Linked DNA regions of Gossypium raimondii: region 1 is linked to region 2. The links are chromatin contacts, called in public Hi-C maps. All regions are on one chromosome and are shown on one strand. The core of a region is the stretch at or near the end of the contact, and the rest is flanking DNA. Distances in the headings are between cores, read along the strand shown.

Evidence for each region. Hi-C and Micro-C count contacts between places; a contact is called where the count stands out from the background.
Region 1: a contact with region 2 is called in a Hi-C map of leaf, with 2.9 times the contacts expected there. The contact joins the promoter of LOC105798633 here to the promoter of LOC105798640 in region 2. A contact is called at or near these places in 2 of 2 Hi-C or Micro-C datasets (both in leaf).

Annotation. Positions count from the first base shown.
Region 1 is chr9:23,993,927-23,999,544 of ASM2569854v1, reverse strand. It overlaps LOC105798633 (probable serine/threonine-protein kinase SIS8), which reads right to left and starts at 3,245. Exons shown (of 13, transcript XM_012628761.2): 1 at 2,244-3,245; 2 at 152-589. The coding sequence starts at 2,738.
Region 2 is chr9:23,676,803-23,681,950 of ASM2569854v1, reverse strand. LOC105798640 (beta-glucosidase 44) reads left to right here and starts at 2,060. Exons shown (of 12, transcript XM_052620860.1): 1 at 2,060-2,200; 2 at 2,297-2,532; 3 at 2,833-2,891; 4 at 3,085-3,160; 5 at 3,627-3,698; 6 at 3,784-3,871; 7 at 4,110-4,362; 8 at 4,476-4,591; 9 at 4,806-5,023; 10 at 5,112-5,143. The coding sequence starts at 2,307.

The DNA.
Region 1 (5,618 bases), core at 1,996-4,495, 320 kb before region 2:
ACTGAACTAATTGTCAATTCCAACGACATGGCATTGGTTGTATGGAATTATTTTTTTAATTGTTCTTGTAAATCTTGAGAAATCCAGTTGGCACTTGGCAGGCTAACACCTGAATAGAAAGAAAAGAAAAATAAACAAATGGGGCAAATACCTTGAATAACAATGCACGATGACGAGCCAACCCAATTGTTAAAGAGCCAAGAGGCAAAACCATGCTGCCCAGGGTAGCTTTTAAACTGTAACTAAGACTTCTCCAGGCTCGTGACATATTGTCTGGATCCGCAACAGGTCCACCCATATAATCAGAAACTAGAACTGCAAGTTTTTGCACCAGATTGCTGCTTACAAAAGCCAAAGGTTCTGATCTTAACTTTGCAGTCATCGCTAGTGCTTTTCGTTCAAGTTTCAACAAATTTGCATCAAAAGCCCTATTGACCAAAACTGCTTCCTGAGAGACATTGTCCGACACCAACTTCCCTTGCAGAACAAGAAGTGAAGGCATTCTTTCTGAAGTGGATTCAGTTAGAATTCCATACAGGTCATAAAAGCCATCCAGGATCTTGTCATCATAATCAAGGGAATTATAATTCTGTGAAGCACGGACAAATCTACGATATGAGCTGGGTTAGCAAGGAATAAACATATAGCAAATAAACCCCAGAAAGCTAACTTGGAAGTGGGAAGGAATCTAGCAATCAAAAGTAGATATTCAGAAAATCCAAAATGATACATTAGCAAATTTAGCCATAACTTCTTTTTTCTTAAACATGGAGAATCTAATAATCCAATGTTCAACTAGTTTTTTTTTTAACACTCAATAAAATTCTAACGATTCAGAAAAGCAATTAAACCACTTCTGACTTTTGGAGTTATAGATGACCTTTGTATATAAGTTAAAACCATAATTACCGAGAATCACTTAAAATATTTAGCGCCATGAATATCTTATTTATATGACATCAAAAATCAAATTTTGGAGTACACCACAAGTTCACTAAAATATGACCTGGAATAATCTAACAACAGTTGATAAAATCTTCCTTGATTTAAAAGATTAATCCAAATCTAATTGAATTTGAATCCTAAAAAATAAAATTAAAAAAAATCAACAGCTTGAACCAAACCCCCAAAAATATCAAATTCAAAATTCCAAACCCAAGATTACCTAAATCTAAAGCAACTCGAAAACAGAAAGACCGAGATTTGATTCAACCCTCTAATTGCTCGACTTGCACATTTAATTTCTTGGAAGAATAACAAAATAAGCAAAGTTCATGAGTTCAGTGTAAACCATAAACCAGACTATTACAGTGAAAGTCTCAAAACATATGCTTTTCTCAATGGATTGAAAGGATCCATGAGCTTACAAATATAATTTAGTATGTCCATTCAACTAAGAAGCAGCAATGAAAAATTTACAAAAGAGCTTTATCTAAAAGACCAACTTCAGTTTATGACTATGTTAGCTGAAGATAAGAAATAAATGGACTATGGACTTTACACTTAAAAGAACAGAATGTCAGACAATGATTTAAATAAACCTCGAGGCTAGATCTAAAGGGGATAAATTCAAGTCCAATAAGATTAAACAACAGACAAGAAATAAACAACTAGCCAAAATGAAAAACCCTCATACTAATTCCTCAAAAAAAGCCATCAAAATCGAAGATTATGAAACTAGATGTCCCTAGACTTTTGCCAGCATATACCTAGTTTCAATGTAAGCCTTCTACCAACATTTTACCAACTCTAGCAAAAGGTTGTCATCAGTGACTTGAGCAACAATACTGCCTTTCTATTGGGAAGATGATAAATGTAAAGCAGCACTAATAGGGAATTTGGAAACTTTGCTTAAGCTTTGATGATGCTATTTATAATCATATTTCTTAGTGGAATGAAAAAATGAAAAGGATCACGACTCACAATCACCACAAGCGCAAGGCAGACCCCTCCTCAGAACATTATTGGATTTGGTTTTGAAAGTATTTCTCCCCTTAAAGCATAAATTACCTTCATGCCAGAAATTCATATGCCAAACTTTTCCAATTTACGAAATAAAGTTTACATGCAGTTCAAGATGAAACAGAAAAGAAATATAAATAAATTAAGGAGAAAAGATAATATACATTTCATGCAATGCAAAACAGTTGGCTAAAGCTAAACCTATAGTATATACTTGGATAAATTGCTTAAACTCAACCGAGATAATTAGATTAAAGTGGGGAATGAAGAGGGAAACATACCCAATATCTATATGCAATAACTTCAGCTGGGGTATTCTCTGGAGCACAAGAGCCTAAACTAATTTGCTTAACAGCTTCAATCTGAGTTGCCTCAGGATCCTCTCTGGCACTCAACTCCAAAGCCAATTGTATCTGATATTCCTCTTCTACATCAGGATCCCTTGAGTTACTAGACCCTGAATCACGCCTTACTGCATCCAAAGCAGCCTCTAAAGCACTAGTAGTAGCTAAATCAGCAGGTTCCATAGTTTCCTCCCTCTTCACATTTGAAGAAGATGGTGGACTGGGACTTTTTCTATTAGCAACTGAATTTAACCAATTGGAAAGAACAGATAATGGTTTATTGTTGTCAGGACTATGATGAGGCCTTGACTGTAAAGGCCTATCACTAGATGATGATACATCACTGGACTTGTTACTCTTCGATGAAGTTGACCCTTGTACATCTTCCGATTGATTAGACATCATATGCAGTTTCTTGAGGAAGTTCTTCATATTATTTCACTAAGATATAGCAGCCAATGCTAAAGAAATAAAAATCTGGCCATAAACATCTCCATTGTCTTGGACCAAGCATGAAATCTAAAGTTTAAACTAGTCCAAAAACAAATTTAAGAACCCCTTTTTCTTAAAAACCCAATTACCTTCTACCTCTCGAGATTTCCCAAAAAATCAACCCATCAAATCCAAAATCCAAAACCACCATAATCACAAAACAACCAAGCAAAGTTAGTCAAATATCAGAAAGGCCCAGATACTTCAGTTCAAAGAAAACACCCCCACTTTCCTCATACAAAGAAATCCACCAAAAAAAAAGGGAAAAAGAGTTTAACAGCATACAAAGAAGCAAACAGTTTCTTTCAACTTCAACAACTAAATAAAAAACAACAAAAAATTCCAATACCCAGATTAAGAAAAAGAATGGATCTTCCTTTTTCGGATATAGATAGTAGAGAAGAAAGCATAGAAAAGGGGAGTAGTTTGGAAAATATATATATTTAAAAACAACAAGTGAAGGTAAACACTAAACAGAGGGTAGAGAGAGAGAGAGAGAGAGAGAGAAGGAGCAAAGGACTAACAAGTGGGATTGTAGGACCCCTCGGAAAACAACAACAAACTCTGACCCACTTGATTTATAGAGGCAAAGGCCAACAAGGATTTTCGATGTCCCAAATGAAAAAGGAAAAAAAGTTTTCCAGTTTTTGGTGGCAAAAATACTTTCTTTTTATTTCTTTTGTTTCTTTCTTTCTCTCTCTCTCTATATTCTTGTCGTCCCCAAACTCTGCTTACAACTTGGAAGGTGGTGGCATGATGAGTTGGAAATTTGAGGTTAATGGAATCATATTTAACCATGAACTTCATTTCAATGACTTGCTGATGCTTTTTTTCTTTTCTTTGTGGTGATTAATTATTTGTTACTTTAATTTTGTAAAAAAATTATTTTAGTTTTCATTTAATATTTTTATTTTTTAATCTTTTAAACTTACCTTGATTATCCGATCATTCTAAAATAGATGAAAAAGTTATTAACTTTTGACACATCAACAATTAATTAATTTTAAAATTTTAAAATTATTCTTTTGTAATTTTTATTTTTATTTTTAAAATTTAAAGAATTCATAAATTATTAACGTGGCATCAAGTGGTAATTCATGTGTATACAGTCAACAAAATTAACAAACATTATTATTTTCATCTATTTTGAGTGATTTAACAAACAGAGCAAATTTAAAGGATTAAAAATGATAAAAAAATTAAATAAAGGACTAAAATAATTTTTTTATAAAATTAGAGGATTAAAAAAGTTATTATACTTTTTCTTTTTAGCTTTTAATTATATTGTTTGGTTTTGGGTTTCTTCTGCCTATTTTTAATGTGGTTTTCGTTTTGTCAGCTTCTATTCGATACCAAGTTTGAAGACAAAAAGTTGTTCTAACTTCTATTCCCATGAAATTTACTGCAATGGAATACACCTTCCGTAAGGCAATTACAAATTACGGCCGCTTTTGTAAAGTTTTTTATTTTTGGTAAAATTTTAAGGTTAAAATATGCTATTAGTATCTATACTTATCTAGAATTTAAAATTTAGTCCCTATACTTTAAAAGCTAAAATTATAGTCCAACCATTATCATTATTTATAATTTCTGTCAAAATTTGTCAACTTTACATGTTTAATTTTTGTCAATCATATTCAACGTTATACTGAAGACGGTCTAATCAATATGCCAACTTGACAAATTTTGACAAAAAGTACTAAGAATGTTAATGATTGAACTGAAATTTTAAAAATAAAAATAAAAGACTTAATTTTAACCTCTTAAGTATAGAAACTAAATTTTAAATTTTATCCAAGTATAGAGACTAACAACAATTGTTAATCAAAATTTATCTAAATATCTTGTTTTGAGTGAACTACAATCAAAACTTTTGTAATAATAAAATTAGAATCAAATGTACTTTGTAAGAATTTATCTAATACATCTAATAACCCTTATAAAAGAAATTTGATATAAATTAAAACTCTACTTATCAAATAAATATTTTATATACTTAATATATACACATATACATACTTAAGTTTATATTTTAAAAATATTTAATCATTTCAATGTATAAAAAAAATGCAGCTAAAATCAATGTTGTTTGAATCGAACTGGACCGGTTGATCAGATCGATTGGATCAAGAACCGATTGAGGTATTGGTTCGAAGAATGACTTTAAATCGATTAAACTGGGAACTGGTACAAATCGATTGAATTGAATTGATCGGATCGACAAATCGGTAACCTAACTGGTCCGATCACCAATCCAATCTAAAAATTGTTGATGATTCAATGTTGAATTTTAGAAACAATATTTAATTATTTTGACTGATTGAGATTGACATTGAAATTGAATTTAATTAAGAATTGAAGAAATGTCCAATGTTATTATACTATATTAGATTTTGAAGGTAATTGTTTTAAATATAAAATGGATTGATTCAATAAATTTTTAAAAATATAATATAGGCTTATGGTAAGGGTGAATTTAAAATTTTAAATATCTTTTAATTAATACACACGTATCACGCGAATAAAAAATTAATTTAAATGTAAAATTAGTTGTATATTAAAGGAAAGTCCAAAGTCTTTTTGTTATGCTTGGCGCACGCCCCCATGTTCTTTATTGCGTTTTATAAAATGGATAATTCTTTTATTTTAGTTCCTTTAATATGTTTAAAATTGAAATTTTAATTTCTAATATTATTTGCTCTCTATATTTTTATAATGTTATTAATTAGTTCAAATATTTTATATTAACTTTTAATTAAAATGTTGGGTGGTTATATATAATTTGAAAATCCAAAAAGTAGAGGGATTAAATTCTTGAAA
Region 2 (5,148 bases), core at 811-3,310:
TAAAATTTATGAATCAATGTATGTGTATAATGAATAATGAAAAGACATTTATATAGGGTAGCTAATTACATAAAAAAATAAAACTCTTAAGTATAATAAAACTCTAATTAATATAAACAATAAGTGGTTTTAGTAGAACTACACTTTCTTATTGACTAATAAACATAAAACTTACAACTTTAAATGCTTAAAATATCCTAAAATTCAAATAAATAATGATAAAACCTAATATATACAATAATCAGGCTCATATATAATAATTTAAGCTCAAATTAAAGCCTAAAACTCGTAATTTTTAATAATAATCCTCTCCATAAATTTTGCTCATGTAGTATTTACTAAAACAGTCATAACTTGAGCTCCCAAACTTGAAATCAAGTGATTCAAAGTGTGTTTCAAAGTTAAGAAATAACTATTTGAACTCTATGTAGACATCTTAGCCCATAAAAGCCTAGATCCCATCCAAAAATTTGTCGTAAGTTAACTAATCTTTTGTACTTGAAAATTGACTGCTTGATTGAATTGACTTTAATAAATTCCATCATTTATGCTTTCATTTATTTACATGATATATTTTTGAGAAGTATGCTATTGAATTGTGTTTTGGTATATAGAATATATTTTAAGAAACATGTTATTAGATAAAACATTGAATATGTTTTTGTGCATTTAAGATACATGATGGGGAATTTACTTTTTTTTATATTACCGAATTTGCTTCTAATACATTCTATTTCAATCCCACCAATGAGGGTTAATCATTGGGTATGCCAACATGTTTTCTTTTCTTATAAATTGATTTTAATCGAGATAATTGTGGTTTTTGACCCATGTAACTAGGATAATTATGATTTCTTATTTTGGACATCCGGGTGACGTTGGCCATAACTTGTTAAAGGAGATGAATTATGGTTTATACATGTTTACAATATGAAATTTGATTTTGAATTACAATGGATTAGGAAAATTTTGTTATACTCGACTTTAATCTAACATTTTGGCCTAACTGTTTTTTATGATTGTTTAACCCAATTGAAGGGAATATCGATTACTTAGTAATTGTGCTCATTCTTTCTTTTAATATTTTACAAGTTCTCGTGAATGCAAGATATTCAAATACTGACAATTTTAGACTTTGAATGTTCAAGATGTTATGATTTTGTATTTCTTAAAAAGATATTTAGTTTATTTCATTTAGTTGCTTAGTGGTAGTCTTACAAATTCATTAGATTCTACCTCAAGAGTATGCCACGTCTATTATACCTCAATTTAGGTGAGACAAATGTGAGATTTTTCACCAAAAAGAATAAAAATATTTTAAAATTTCCAATATAAAACCCTCCACAATATGTTCCACAATAAAACAAATTTTGAAGGAATAAATTTTTTAGGAAAAAAAACAAAAAAATAGTAACAAGTGTCAATCACAAATAATAAAAAATATTATTTTAAAAATAAGAAGTTACAAAAATAAAAACTCTTTAAAATTTTGCAATATAAAATATAAAATGATTTTAAAAATTAAAAAAAATCTAAAATTCAATGTTATCTAAACCGGACTAGACCCACCAATCAAACTTGAAACTAGTTGGTGTATTAGTACGGTGAGAGGTAAAAAATTAGTTGATTCGCAAACCATAGGAAATGATTTTTTTCATAATTTTATTTAAAAATATAATTTTCAATTTTTATTTAAAATATGAAAAAAAATTATACTTTAAAATTTTATATAAAGTAAAGGGAAAATTTAAAATTTTAAAGAGTATAAACACCTAAAAATTGCGCTGCGCCAAATCGATTTATTTACATAAATTTTACTTCTTACATTATTTTATTGACTTGTATAATAGATACTTGACTTGACTTGTTGACTGTGTCAAACACCAATCACATTTTATTTTTGTTTTTTCCTAGAAAAATTCTTTTGAGATTAGTAAATTTATTGAAAAACATTGAAATCAATTTTGGGAAAATCGATTTTCCCTCCCTCTTTTAAAATTTGTTCTATTTTGGAACATCTTGTGGGGTATTTTATTTAGGAAATTTTTAATTTTGATAAAAATATCTGTTCCCATCCCGTAAACGCTAACTTATCCTTGAACTCCCCCCTTTAGTAGAAATTAGATTTTAAAAAGGAAAAGTGCATGCATTGAAGATAAGTTGCAGTAGCAAATCCGTTTAATTTATACCTAGTTTTTATGTATAAATAATTGTGGCTCCTCCTTACACTCTTCAGTCAGTAGACTTCAGTCACTGTCTTTTCTTTCTCTCTCACTATTTTCTTCTACTGCAACAGCTTGTAGAAAATGAGAGTCCAAATGCATTGGTGGGTGGCCCTCATCATTTGCATCCACGGCGCAGCGGCCACTGAGCAGCCGGAGACGGTGAAGTTTGATACGGGAGGGCTGAGCAGAGAGGCTTTTCCGAAGGGGTTTCTGTTCGGAACAGCAGCATCGGCTTTTCAAGTTGAAGGCATGACTCATGGTGATGGTCGTGGCCCCAGCATTTGGGACGTCTTCATCAAAACTCCCGGTATTTTGCTTGAGCTTTTTACTATGTATCTATTTACATACTCAAATCAACTGAATTTCTAATGTAAATTAAGTATGGTTTTGTTTAAATTTATTTAAGTTAATTATTAAGAGGTTTAGACTTTTTGTCATATATTTTCTAAAGATATATCAGAAATTAACTTAGTCTCTTGAATAATTTTCAAATATAGATCTTAACTTGAAAAATGTTTAGGAAGCTCAGAAATTAACTTGGAAAAAAGAATATCCTAATGAAAAGAAATTTGATAATTATTGATGAGTTTGTACTCGTAAAAACCAGGGATTGTTGCTAATAATGGCACGGCTGATGTGACCGTGGACCAATACCATCGCTACAAGGTACTCTGTTAAACATTTTTACCCACCTACACCTTCACCCGGAGGAAATAATTTACTTGAAAACTTTGTATTATATGCACAAACATTGAAAGCTAAATGCTTTTGGTTACTAATTTTTAATTCCATCTTTAAATGGTTCTACCAGCAAAACATTTGTTGAGTTGTAATGTGAAATGTGAATATTTGTTAACAGGAAGATGTGGATCTTATGTCAAAACTGAATTTTGATGCATATAGATTCTCCATCTCGTGGACCAGAATTTTCCCAGGTGTTTTAATTCATCCGCCTGTATATAATAATGGTAAAAGTATCATAGAGGTCCTTGTACTAAGAATTGAATTGTATTTTAATCTTTTTACTCAAAAAATGAGCAAATTAGTCTTTGTATATTAGATCAGAGAGTAAATTGGTCTTTTTGTTAAAAATTTCATCCATTTCTACTATTAAAAGTCGGTCCATGTACATCAACATGAGATACACCGAGCATCACTGCCTTGTTGTTCTGTTAGTCATTCAAGTTTTTAATAGTATAAAAGGATGAAATTTTTTACGAAAAAGATAAATTTACTCTTTGATATAACGTACACGGACTAATTTGTCTATTTTTTAAGTAAAAAAGGTAAAATGCAATTTGACTACTAGTATAGGGACCTTTATGGTACTTTTACCATATAATAACATAAGTTTTCATGACAGGGAATAAATTTAATTTTTCATCATTTTGTTGTACTTAGATGGGACTGGGAAGGTAAACTGGAAGGGAGTTGAATACTACAACAACCTAATCAACTACTTGCTAAAAAGAGGTAATTTTGGTTTAGTATTGAAACAATATAAAGAGATACCTAATAATCATTATAAATATCTAATATATTTGGACTTACTTTGCAGGCATCATTCCTTATGTCAATCTTAATCACTATGATTTTCCCGAAGCACTTGAGAAGAAATACATGGGGTGGTTGAGTTACCAATCAGTGTATGAACCATCATGTCATACATTTAATTATATTCTCATTTTAAAGATTTTTTAAATTTATTAATATTTCTGAATTTAATATTTAAAATCATTCATTTTTCTTTATTCCTGTATATTTTATGGAGTTTTTCATTTTGCTCAGTAGTGGAACTAGGATTTCTGGATTTGTAGTTTTAAGCTATTACATATTAACCTAATAATATGACTAAAATTTTGATAAATACTCTATGATTTTCAGGAAAGATTTTGCTGATTTTGCGGACTTTTGTTTCAAGACCTATGGAGACAGGGTGAAGCAGTGGACGACATTCAATGAACCCAGAGTAGTTGCTGCACTCGGCTATGATAATGGCTTCTTTGCTCCTGGAAGATGCTCCAAACCATATGGATATTGTACGGCGGGCAATTCCGGAACCGAGCCTTACATCGTAACACATCATTTGATTTTAGCCCATGCAGCTGCGGCACAGATATACCGCGAAAAGTACCAAGTAAGAGCCATTGTTTTGCTAATAAGATAGGATGAATGATTTGGTATCTCTGCTTTGAACCGTTAGAGCACATCGAATGCTTAATCTTGACTGACAAATGCATGCATTTTCAGCAAAAACAAAAGGGAAGGATTGGAATTCTCTTGGATTTTGTTTGGTACGAACCTCTTACTAGATCAAAAGCTGACAGATATGCGGCTCAAAGAGCAATAGACTTTCATGTTGGATGGTAAGGGTCTAAATAGCAAGATATACATATTTAGCTCAAAGAGCAATAAGTGTGACCATGTCCCTTCATTCTTGACATGGAAGAACCAAAACTTGTAATCTCATATATCATTGCATTAAAGAGCAATAAAAAGCACAAAAGAAAATTACAGATTTCAGATCATTGCTATATATTTCAATGAATTTGTAATATACTGCCTTTTGCACTTGTTCAGGTTTATCCATCCCCTTGTATATGGAGAGTATCCAAGAACAATGCAAGTGATCGCGGGCAACAGGCTACCCAAGTTCACAAAAGAAGAGGTGAAGATGGTGAAAGGATCATTTGACTTTGTGGGCATTAACCAGTATACTACTTACTATATATATGACCCACATCAGTCTAAACCAAAAGTTCCAGGCTATCAGCAAGATTGGAATGCTGGATTTGCTTGTAAGACACTCGGCTTGTTGTTTGGAAATGCAATTAGTTTTATCCTAATGCATATGCTCTAAGGCTTGAACTGTTGTCATCTGTGCAGATGCAAAAAGAGGAGTGGCAATTGGTCCAAGAGTAAG